Linked DNA regions of Zea mays: region 2 is linked to region 1. The links are chromatin contacts, called in public Hi-C maps. All regions are on one chromosome and are shown on one strand. Each heading gives the region's core, a stretch centred on a gene start, on an enhancer-like site or on the middle of the called end of the contact. The rest is flanking DNA. Distances are from core to core; before and after follow the strand shown. Region 1 holds the start of LOC103626592 (GEM-like protein 7). Region 2 holds the start of LOC100193941 (FKBP12-interacting protein of 37 kDa).

Region 1 (5,877 bases), core at 2,498-4,997:
CTAGTATAAGTCACCCTTTTGTGATTATTGGTAACTCACGCCCTTTGATGCCATGATCGAGATGTAAAGTACTCCAGCGAGGATCATGAAACTCCCATTACTAAAAATCTGTCCTCGAGGTTTCTGTCAGCTCTGCGCAGCCATTGCCGTATGCAAGCAGTTCCCCATCGCGGTGGCTGGATCGCACCGCTGTGCTGTGCCGGCCTCCACAAGTCCACATGGAGGAATGGGACGAATCGGGGCGAAGAAGCCCTGGTTTGGCCACTGCCCACTGGCCAGCTAGCCAATGGAAGCGTCCACGGCAGCGCAGCGCACCTACCGAGACGGCGACGCGCGTCGCGTCAGCCGGCAGCGGGCGGAGGGCGCGGATGGATGAGGCGGTAGTGGAGCGGAGCGGGCCAAAAGGGGAATGGCTTCGCCGTGCAGTCGCGGCGCGGGCCGTCACGACGACGATGAGCCGCCTCGCGACGAGCGGATCGGACGGGAGACGCCGCGTCGCGGCGGCGTGATTGCCGGCCGGTAAGCCGGCTCGAGTACAGAGGAGAGGAAGGAGGAGGTTGGCTGGTAGCTCCTTCTCTGTCAACGCACGAACGCACCCACGCGCGCGTCCCTTCCGCGGAAGTGCGACGCCGGCTGCCAAACGGTCAGCTGCCGGAACACTAGGATCCAAACAGACCCTTGGTTAAACTCGGTAGCACCTCGTTACCAACTTGAACATGGCCGAGCGAGCCTCCTCAGTTAAGGCCACTTCACGAATTTTGCCCAGTGAAGAAGAAGAAGGGGGGAAAAAGTCAGGGAGCTAGAAGAACCGAGTGTTTGTCACTGTACGCAGATGGGCTAATAGGTTGGAGCCCTCAAGTACTGGCATAGCAAACATGTGTTGCTGTTGTAGTGTTGTCCCAGTTCCACAGGCTGAATGACACCACCACCACCACCACCACGACGACGACGTGTCCATTAGGAACCGAAAAAAAAGTACAGACGACCTAGTCATTTCCACGGACCAATCTACCACAGTGGTGGTGTCGAGAACGAGCGAGTGGGCCGGAGGAGGCCGAGACGGACTTGTTCTTCTCTGTCCTGTCGTCGTGTCGTGTTAACATTAACACGGGACAGCGACTCGAGTTGCGGAGCGGACAGGCGGACGAATGGGGGCGGTTGCCATCTCGGACGGACGCCAGCAACAGCAACCAGAGCAGAGACCAAGCTGTACTTGAATGCAGACGGATCGGCCGATTATGCGAACCGACGGCGACGGGGCGGGCGAGAGGTGAGTAGATGGATGGGTAAAAACCCGTTGGGTATTACTTGTCCAAACTCATAACCGCGAAGGAAAAATACGCTCGCTAAAAAACCTATACCTATGACGGGTATAAAATTTTGCTCAAACTCATACCCATGTGGGTTTCGGGTACCCAACGGGTTTCCCATACCCACTAACATCAATATAAAAAATAATTCATCATGTAAATGACAATCAATACATTAATAAGCTAGCATAAAAGAAATAAGTGATAACTAATTTTAGTCTAAAATTTGTTACATGAAGTTTATTTCAATTAAAATATATTCAATTAATAATATTATGAGACATATTTATAAGAAATGTTGATTTTAAGGCGGGTTTTAAAAACTCATGGGTTTGCGGGTATGGGTAGTGGAAGAACAAACCTATGCCCACGTAACCATTGGGTTTCCATTTGAACCCATTAACAAACCATGGATAGAGAAATTGACTCAAATCCATACCCTAATAGAGCAAAAACCCACCAGGTTTGGGTAGCGGGTATCCATTGCCATCTCTAGAGGTGAGGTGACCGACGCTGCACAGGGAGGAAGCTACGAGGCCAAAAGATACAGCGGAACGAACGAACGAACAGACAAAAACAAGCAACGCAACGTGAGCGTATCGAATTCGTATCGTACCATTTATATAGTGATTGATTTACGACGAAAATGATACCGTACCAAGCAGCACGACTGGAGTGACTGGCTGTGGCCGTCACAGGCGAGGCGAGAATGACGGCATGTGCGTGCCTCTCCGTTGATGTGTCTACGGATGCTGAGTTCCCTCTCCTCTCGGCGCAGGGCGGGAGGAAAAGGCGCGCACATGCAGCCATTCTCGCTCGTGATTCACCCTACATGGCTACATCTCACTAGAGTGCCGATGCCGATGCATCATGCATGGACTGAATCACTGGACGACGGAGAGCCTCTCACTTCTGCTGCTCCGGTCTCCCACCGTGGCGCCCTGCCGCCCTGTGTCTCGGTGGCCCGCGGCGGCCATGTCGGTGGCCCGGCCGCCTGGGCTTGGGCGGCAGCAGCAGCAGAAGCCTGCACTGCATGTGCGGTGCTCCTGGATTAGTGTGGGCCCAACCGCCCAGATTAAATAAAACAACGAACCCCCAAACTGGCCCACCCGCGGCGCACGCCGCACCATCATCAGCCCATCACCGTCAAGGCGTCCACTCGGAGATCGCTCGTGTTTGAGCTACCTACGTCTAACGTGTGTGGTTATTTAGGCCTCTGGTTCAGCTATATATTCATGAAAAACCCGAGATTATAGACACGAGCCGTGAGAAAGCTGTTGCGGCTGTAGAGAAGCTAAAATATGTTTAGTTACAACATCGGTAGGTTCGGTAAGCGTGTGATGATAGCTTGGTAAACGGACGACATGGATCTGAAAAAAAAATCCGGGATACAAAGGTGGTTCTGAATTGGACTAAAAGGAGGATTATGTAGATTTTTAGAAATCTATTCTAATGTTATACCCGTTCAATTGGAAATCGAGATTTTTTTTCAACATCAAATCTGGTTAAGAAAGCCCAACGAAACACGTCTTAGTTCTCTGACCCATTCTTTCTTCGTGTAGGTATTCATCCTCTTGCAAAAAAAGTAATACCCCATCCAGATCTAGATTATAAGTCGTTTCGACAAGGTTTAAGTCAAACTTTATAATTTTTTAGCTATAAATAATTGTTTTATTATTTATTTTTGAAACTTATTATTATTATTATTATCATTATTATTATTATTATTATTATTATTATGCATCGTTTTATCTTAAAAAGTACTTTATATATATATATATATATATATATATATATATATATATATATATATATATATATATATACTACTTATGTTTCTAATGTAGGCGTCCACACAAACGAATTGGTGCACGGTTCTGCCGATCTCTCCCACGCACGCGCATGGAAGCAGGCAGGCACCCTTCCCCGCCGCCCCGGATCTCGCCCCTCGCGGATCTCGCGCCAGCCCCCGCCTGCCCTTCCACTCTTCCCCCGTCGCCCCGTCGCGGATCTCGCCCCCCGCGAATCTCACGCTAGCCACAACCGCGCACCCTCTCACACGCGATGGAAGCAGCCCGCCATGCCCCTCCCACCACAACCACGCAGCACCGTCCCCCGCGGAGCCGGAGACGAGCGAATTGGCGGTGGAGGCGATGCCACTGGGCGACGGCGCGGAGGCGGTAGACTTCGTGCTGCCGGACAAGCTCCTGGCGGCGCTGCCACGGGACACCTACGAGCAGCTGGATCTGGCACGCTGCATCACCGCACTGGCGGTGTCCGGGTGGGTGTCCGGCCTGGAGTAGGAGGCGGGGCGCCTGCGGGCGGAGGTCGCGGGGAAGGACCGCGAGAACATCGAGCTTCGGGAGCGAGTGGTGCTGCTCGATACCGCGCTGCAGGAGACCAACGCCAGGCTCCGCTCCCCCATGCTCACGATGGCAGACCTTCTCCAAGCGATGGAGACTTTCACCCAGGAGCATGTCATTGGAATTCCATTGACTTCGTTTGCATATGCCGATGAGGAAAGACAAGGAAAATCTTCATGTTCTACCATGGTTCATAAAAAAAGTAAGAATCTCGCAACCTGCTTCCCCAGTGCTTCATTTGAAAGAGAAAAAAAATTGTGCCAATACTTACTTGATATCCTTTCGATGAAACAGATAAGAAGAGTTCCTTCATTCATCGGATGAACAAACTGAGCCATAAAACAGATAGCTACATGCAAGGATTCAAAGAACACTGTAAGAATCCAACCATTGTCCTTTTTCACAAAGTTGTGTTATGTTGATAAAATAAAATATTTCATCACTGATTAATCTTTTTTCTTTGCAGTAACCATGGGACCAAAAATTTCAGAAACTATAAAAGGGAAACTAAGCTTCGGTGCAAAGGTTCTCCAAGCTGGCGGTATTGATAAAGTCTTCAGAGAATACTTTGCAGTTGAGAAAGATGAGAAACTACGGAAGGCTTTCCAGTGCTATCTTTCAACCACAGCTGGTCCAATAGCTGGAATGCTTTTCATCTCAACTAAGAAGATTGCTTTCCATAGTGATAGGCCTTTGAGTTTCACGTCTCCTAAAGGAGGCAGTACAAGGGTGCCTTACAAGGTAATTGAAGCAAAATCTCTTCGTCAATATGCATACCTGAAGTTTATCAGATATAAAATGTGACCTAAAGATGTCGGACAAAGCTAATAAAATATGTACCTTCTGCAGGTGTTAATCCCCACAGAGAGGATGAAAAGTGCTTCAGTGCGGGAAAATTTATACAATCCAGATGAGAAGTATATTGATGTAGTCACTGTTGATGGCTTTGATTTTTGGTTCATGGGCTTTGTCAGCTATGAGAAGTCATTCAAATATCTCCAACAAGTAATTATGGAGCTGAGATGATGCACACAGTTTTGTAACGTAAAACATCATAGATACCATGCTGATATGGTATATGTACATTGAAGAGATAGAATTGATCTATCACATTGATTGTGAAGATGCCTGCACACACTTTTTATTCACCTATGGGGAGTCACCATCTGTTGATTATATGAAACTTAGCTTACTAGATGGAATCATCTTTCTTCTACTGGCCCTTGAGCGTAATTTTAGCAGGTTGAGTCATAACCTGATGTATATACTTGAGCTCACCCTCTGTTTAATAAGCTGTGACAGGGGACTTCTTTTATTGGGCATCTGTAATTTGAATTTCTTTTTGGTATTTAGGTACAACTTTTTCCCTGTCAGTGGTCAGTATCCATTGGCTTCGGGTATATAGAGTTAGAGAAATCGGCTTCAAGTTTACAATTAATTAGAGAAGTTACTTGGCTAGCTTCTAGAAACCATTATATAGGGCCTGTCAGCATACCCTCCCTATGAACAGAATCCTAATTTACACTATGACATGTTCTGATGCTTCTTTAGCCCATTATAATCCTATGCTTTATACAATATACTTTCAGTATCTTTCTTGCATTATATTTTCATATTCCACATCTTATTTTACACATGAAGTGTTGAGTGGGTATTTGTGTTTGTTTGAAATCTAATGGATGAAATGTTCTCATACTCAAAGTCCTCCATGTGCTACATGATGCTTTATTTTTTATACATCTATTTCACAATTGCAACGCCATTTGAGTTTGCTGGTATTATTTTTAGGATTTTTTCTTGCAATGCTGGTTCATATTTGGACATGATGTAGTGATGTGAGATCCTTGTTTCTCACCATATTCCCTTTCCTGTACCCATGGTGGTCTTCTACATATTTGTGCCTAAACATCGTATCAACGACTTGCCTGGTCATTGGGGAGTTTCAGTTATGGTCATAGCGATTGTCTTCACAATATACATAAGTGTTGTTTTGCTTTCTAAACTTTTTCGAGGAATTTTGTGGAGTCTTGTCTTCACAATATATTAGTTGTTGTGCTTGACCTTGCAGATCCTATGCATACCGATCTATTAGAGCTCGGTCGTCACCGATCAAAAAGGTTGCAAATAAGTTGTTTACAATTGTGATCAGGAATGAAGACGTCGCTGGCGACTCTAGGTAATTCCTTGCAAATAGCCATTTGTCA
Region 2 (5,877 bases), core at 2,418-4,917, 180 kb after region 1:
CACATGCAGACGGTCCGTGAATTATAGTCGGACGGTCCGCACTATATAGTCGGACAGTCCGTGGTTTAGTCGGACTATCCACGATTTTTAGTTCCTGGTCGAAGTCAAAACGGTGTCACGGACGGTCCGCCAGAAGGGGTCGGACGCTCCGCGCTAGGCAATTTCAGAACTTGAGTTTCTGACTTCCCGTTGATCTTTGAACAATCTTCTCCAAGTTGCTTTAGCTAAACTTGAGAGAGATATTATGACTTAGAAAAATATCTCAAGTGGTTTTCCATCTAGTCTAAGTCATGGATCATGAACATTTTGATTCTTTCACTCATATTTCTTCTTTTGCTCAAACTAGCTCCAAAATAGCGATATGTTGATTTTGAGCTTCTCAACCTTTCTAGTAGTGTTGAAAACGTTCCTCAGGGTATTTTGAACTTATCCAAAGAGTAGAATTATTGGTAGTTCATCTATTCCATGTTTTACCCCTATTTGGTTGAGTCTGAGCTGCTTCTGACTAACTGAACTGTTGAATCTTATGAACCTGTGAATCAAAGGCTAGGCAAACTAGTTAGTCTAAATGGCTGTGATGGTCATCAAGCACCAAAATATAAGAAATGGTTTAAGGTCATTTCCCTTTCTTTGCAAACAAAGGACTTAGTTTTATACTCCGATAATTGTTCATCTTGTTCTAATCGCTAATCGAGGGATCAAGTCCAGGTTTAAAGTTATAATTTTCAGGTTTCGTCAATTCACCCACCTCTATGCGACTTTCACTAGTCCTCGTTGGAGTTAGCCACACCTTGGCTTGGAGTCTATTTCAACTCCTTTCTCCGTTTGCTCAAATCTATCAATGCTTGCCTTCCATTATGTTGATGACAGTTATAACGATGCCGTGGCTATTTATAGTCTTCTTGATAGCTCTCCAGTAGAGTAACAACGCTCAAGATCTTGTTGTTGCTCTCAGCAACACTTCCCCTCTCTCTAAAGGATTATAAATGTGCCTCCACACAAATTAGAGAAATACACAAGAGAGGGAGAGAAAGAATATGATGACTTGATGTATGGACTCGTTGGCTGCACTTGTGTCCTTCAAATGGGCGCCTAGGGGATCCTTTTATAGCCCCAAAAGAGCCCCTAGCTATTGCCCCTTTCCTTGCAAAGAAGATCTCAATCCTAGGAAAACCTGCCACTTCTACAAGGGCACCGGACTGTCCGGTTGTCGGGTACCATAATTAGGGGTACCCAGATCACAACCATAAAGTGCCTAGACGCTTGAGTAAGAAGGGGTCATAAGCAAACACGCTCCCAACCTTACCAAGGCATGAGGGACCTAAGTCACGACTCGTTCAAGGCCCACCCCGGGCAGGAGACGTAGTCATGACTCGCCCGAGACCAACCTCGAGCGGGAGATGCAGTCACGGCTCGCCCGAGACCAACCTCGGGTGGGAGAGGCAGTCACGGCTCGTCCGAGACCAACCTCGAGCGGGAGACGCAGTCACGGGTCGCCCGAGACCAACCTCGGGCGAGAGACGCAGTCACGGGTCGCCCGAGACCAACCTCGGGCGGGATACGTAGTCACGGCTCGCCCGAAGCCAACCCCGAATGAGCAACACATTTCCGACTCGTCCGAGGGTGCCTCGGGCGACTGTCTGGTGAGGCCCGGACTGGCCCAAGTTTGGCCAAACTTAGCCAAACTTCTTTACTCATTTTCTTCTCCACTTGATTTCAACTATTAGGAGGATCTTCCTGTGACTTAGACAAACACAATTAGAGTATAATTCATTTGACTGAGTCGTAGAAGATTACCTCTTTTCAATCTTCTGCTAGCTTTACTGTTTCACCCCAAACAAAGCTCCAAATGACACTTTCTCCACATACTTAACCTTTGTCTTCATTTTGCTCCTTTTGGCCTATTTGAGGTCGATGTTGGACTCTAAAACTCTAAGTCTCCAAGACTTGATCCAGATTACCATCTATGAGCTCCAACACCCTGCATAGGTCACACAAAACATATCCAAACACAAGAACAACCCAAACTTAGGATCAAAGTAAACTTAGCTATTTTGGGTTGCTTCCAGGTTTTGGCTTTGACACTCCTTCTTCTAGTGACCTTGCTTTATGTCTTGAGCCTTATGACTTACAACACATAACCACTACCTCATTGGTTGTAAGTCATGTCCTTAGATAGTGATTCTCGATGCACTATATCTTTTCTCAACTCGATCAATCATTAACTTTGCAAGTCTTCTTCTTCACCCCTGACTTTGGGTTCCTCGGTCTCCTTGACCTTCTCCCATGCACTCGGTACCTCGAAGCTCTTCTTGCCTCCATCCTTGGCTTGACTAGTTGTCTCCAAGATATGCACACCAAGTCTCGCATAAGCAATGTTCTCCTTCACTTGTGATGTCCACAACCATAATCAACTTAGCCTTTGAACCATCACTCTTGAACACTTGTGTTGAACTTTACAAGCTTTTATACCAAGCACTTGTCCAACTCTTAACACACTTGTCAGTTTTTTAATTGAGTTGTCATCCAAACCACCAAAACCCACAAAACCCACAAAAGAGCTTTCAGAGCGCCATATGGCCCCTATGATAGGTTTTCGGGACATGAAGCTCCACGAGGCATGATCTCATTAGCAAGTTGTATGGTGGTTTCGTTCATAAAGAGTCTTGAATGCGTTTTGGCAGTATCGTACAATATAATCTTGACAACATTTGATGATGCTGGCATATTACACAATGTTTCCTTTAGTTAGATTAGTTTCAACGTAGCGTGACTAGAGAGAGAAGTTAACCCAAGTTAAAAGAACGCTACATCGTTTGTTTGGTCTAGTTGTGGCTATGAAAAAACTGATATGAGACGTAAGCTGTAAAAAAGTTAAAAACAATTTGGTGGAAGCTGCTAGAAGTCACTAAAAGTTCTTCCGGATACTTGCAAAGTTTTCCATAAAAAATCACTAAAAACATGTCTAAAAATGTTTTATTTTTGCAATGCCAGAAAGCCAACTTTTAAAAAGATATTGACTGGACTAAACCTTTTAGAGGGTGTTTGAATGTGCTAGAGCTAATAGTTAGTTGACTAAAAAATTTGCTAGTAGAATTAACTAGCTAACAAATAGTTAGTTAACTAGTAGTTAATTTACTAAAAATAGCTAATAGCTGAAATATTAGATAGGTTGTTTCGATGCCTCTAGCTAATTTTAACCACTAATTATTAGCTCTAGTGTATTCAAACACACTTTTAGTTTAGTTTGGCTTCTGACTTTCGAGGACAACCACGATCAAAATTCAAAAGCCAAACCAAACACAAACAGATGTCACGAAGAAACGGAGCTCACAGCGGCGTACTTGTTCCTGGGAACAAAGCGGCAGCAGGGGCGCAACCAAAATAAAAAATGAAAAAGAAACAGCGCCAGCTGATACGATACGACGAAGCCGGCAGCGTTTTTATTGGGCCGAGGCCCAGCGTACGGAGGGTTGTGCCACGAGGCAGTCTGGTGGGAACTGCAAGTTGACGCGCGGACGTACGATCCGTAGCGGACGGAGATCCTACTTCGACTGCTCTTTTTCTCTAGCCTCGCTAGGGGGTCCCGGACTCCCGGTTCCGGCCTAGAGGATCTCGTTCCCGGCCGTCTGCCGCTCGGTCCTCACCCGTCGCCGTCGCCCCCCTCCCGGTCCCGGCCTCCCGGCCTTCCAAATCGTCAGCGCAGGGCGCACACGCTTGCCCGCGCCGCCCAGCCAGCGGCACACGCCTGCCCGCGCCGCCCAGCCGCTCTCCCATAGCCGTCGCGCCGTCCCGGCCCTCCAAGGTAATGTGACACACTAGTCGCTCCTCAGTCCTCACTGCCCCTCTAACGATCTCCCCGTGCATTAATCTGGTCTGAACTTTCTTATTGTTTTGTCACCGATGGCAGATTCAGATTGGTGTTTTGCTGGCACCATGTCCAGTCCGTGGAGCCCTATGAGTTTGGAGGAAGAGGAAGAGATCCAAGAGCTCGATGCCGAGGAGCAGCAGGACGGTGAGCAGCCGCAGCAGGGTGATGGGCTGCAGCAGGGGTCCACAGCTGAAGCAAGGGCACAACAAACCGGAAAGAAACGCGCAAGATCAGTGGCCAACTCGTCTACTAAGTCTGAGGTATGGAAAGACTTCAAGTTCAGCAGAAGGTGAACCCGAGTGTTTAACCTTGCAAGATTTTTTTTTTTTTTGCTGACAGTAGGAATGGAACGTCATCTATGTTGAGGCATGTTAAAAAAATTAACTTCCAACTACTGTCTAATAGAGCTGAAGTGAGCAACTATTTCCTGCAATATGAGAAAAATGATGATGGGTCTGGTCGTTACACTGTAAAAAGGGATATCATGGCCATGTGTTTGAAAGGGGAAGAAAATAAGTCACTGAAGCTATCAATAATAATCTTGGCAGAGTTAATTTCACCTTAGATAATTGGCAACCAGATTGTCAAAATTACAATTGTATTTGCATTACTGCTCATTATATTGATGCTAAACGGAAATTGTATAAGAGGACCATTTGGATCAATAAATTGCATCCACCACTTGTCACTTGATATGGTTTCTATTGCTGATGAAGGGCACATGTCTTTTGTAATGGAAAGTTGATAGTAAAGTTATTTGCATGACCCTAGAAAATGCATTGTATAATGATAGAATGGTCGCTACTAGTACTCTTCAAGCTTACTTGCTGTGTGAAGGTGCTCTTCTTACCTAGCCTTTTCTGGTCTAACTATATTTGAAGGCAAACAAGATTGGCTCTACTCCAAAATCTTTCCGTTCCTTTCCACTAGCTAGGTAGGTCAAGGCTAAAAAACAAGCATGCCATGAACTGATAACCATTTATCACTTTTTGCAAAGCTTAAGTCTATTTTGTAGGATCTGAAGTTTATTATCTTGTCAGTAGATGTGGTTATGAGAATTTAAGTTGGTGGTGGAATGGCTTTAACATAGGGAAGAGGGATGGTTTGAGTTTGAAGCTGAACCATGCAACCTTGTTATGCTGGCGCCTGGCATCCAAGTGGTGCCGTAATCAAGAAATTGCAGATCTTTTTAGTCGGTTATCAGATTTGCTATATAATTACTATAGAAGATATGAGATTATGTGATTTTTGCTGACAGCTGGGGCTGAAAAAAATGCATTTTGTAAGCTGAAAAGCTCGCTTTAAATATTGCTCTGATTGTGCTCGTTTATCTCATAATACTAAAATTAGTCAATGTGGAACATATGTCAACCACACTTTGGTTAGGTTTGGCTCAACGTTTCAATTTGGAAGTTGCTTCTAGATTATAGTTAATATGATACTTAGTCAGAATATTTAGATTTTGAACAGATCTTGCTAGCTTGATATATACCCTTTGTTAATACTGTAATTTGTGGTGCAGGCAAAGATAAAGGTCGAGGAAAGTGCACCAGGAGCTGCGACAGGAGTGATTCTGTCTCTTCGTGAAAGGTACATCACATTTTATATTTGACTTTTTGAGAAAATGAATTTATATTGTTATAAATGGACATAGGAATAACATACTTCTCCTTTGTAGTTTACAGGACTGTAAACAAAGCCTTGCATCCTGCCAGGTTTGATGTCATTCACCTTTTCTGATGTTCTCATTTTCTAGAGCATTAAAATACTGTTATGTTATCTAGTTGTATAATATGTTACCTGTTCTAGTTTATTATTCTATAATTTTGGTGTAACTTGTTCACTATAAATCAACATTCACTTAGTGTCTTAGTGGTTGTCTGGATCCCCTAAATAGAAACCAGTTCTGACAAAACAAGTTTTACTAGGTATTTTAGAAAAAAACCAATTTAAAGTTGGTTAGTTTGTTAGACTGTACTTGAAGAGTTTTTTGTTTGGGCGGCACA

Evidence for each region. Hi-C and Micro-C count contacts between places; a contact is called where the count stands out from the background.
Region 2: a contact with region 1 is called in a Hi-C map of bundle sheath, with 5 times the contacts expected there. The contact joins the promoter of LOC100193941 here to the promoter of LOC103626592 in region 1. A contact is called at or near these places in 15 of 25 Hi-C or Micro-C datasets (bundle sheath, ear, endosperm and 6 more) and 1 of 3 datasets of contacts at active chromatin or transcription factors (leaf).

What each region holds. Positions count from the first base shown.
Region 1 is chr5:78,523,327-78,529,203 of Zm-B73-REFERENCE-NAM-5.0, forward strand. It overlaps LOC103626592 (GEM-like protein 7), which reads left to right and starts at 3,748. Exons shown (of 4, transcript XM_008647001.3): 1 at 3,748-3,875; 2 at 3,968-4,048; 3 at 4,140-4,414; 4 at 4,523-4,797. The coding sequence starts at 3,764. The coding sequence ends at 4,699.
Region 2 is chr5:78,705,022-78,710,898 of Zm-B73-REFERENCE-NAM-5.0, forward strand. It overlaps LOC100193941 (FKBP12-interacting protein of 37 kDa), which reads left to right and starts at 3,668. Exons shown (of 13, transcript NM_001139010.1): 1 at 3,668-3,805; 2 at 3,911-4,131; 3 at 5,394-5,461; 4 at 5,550-5,586. The coding sequence starts at 3,937.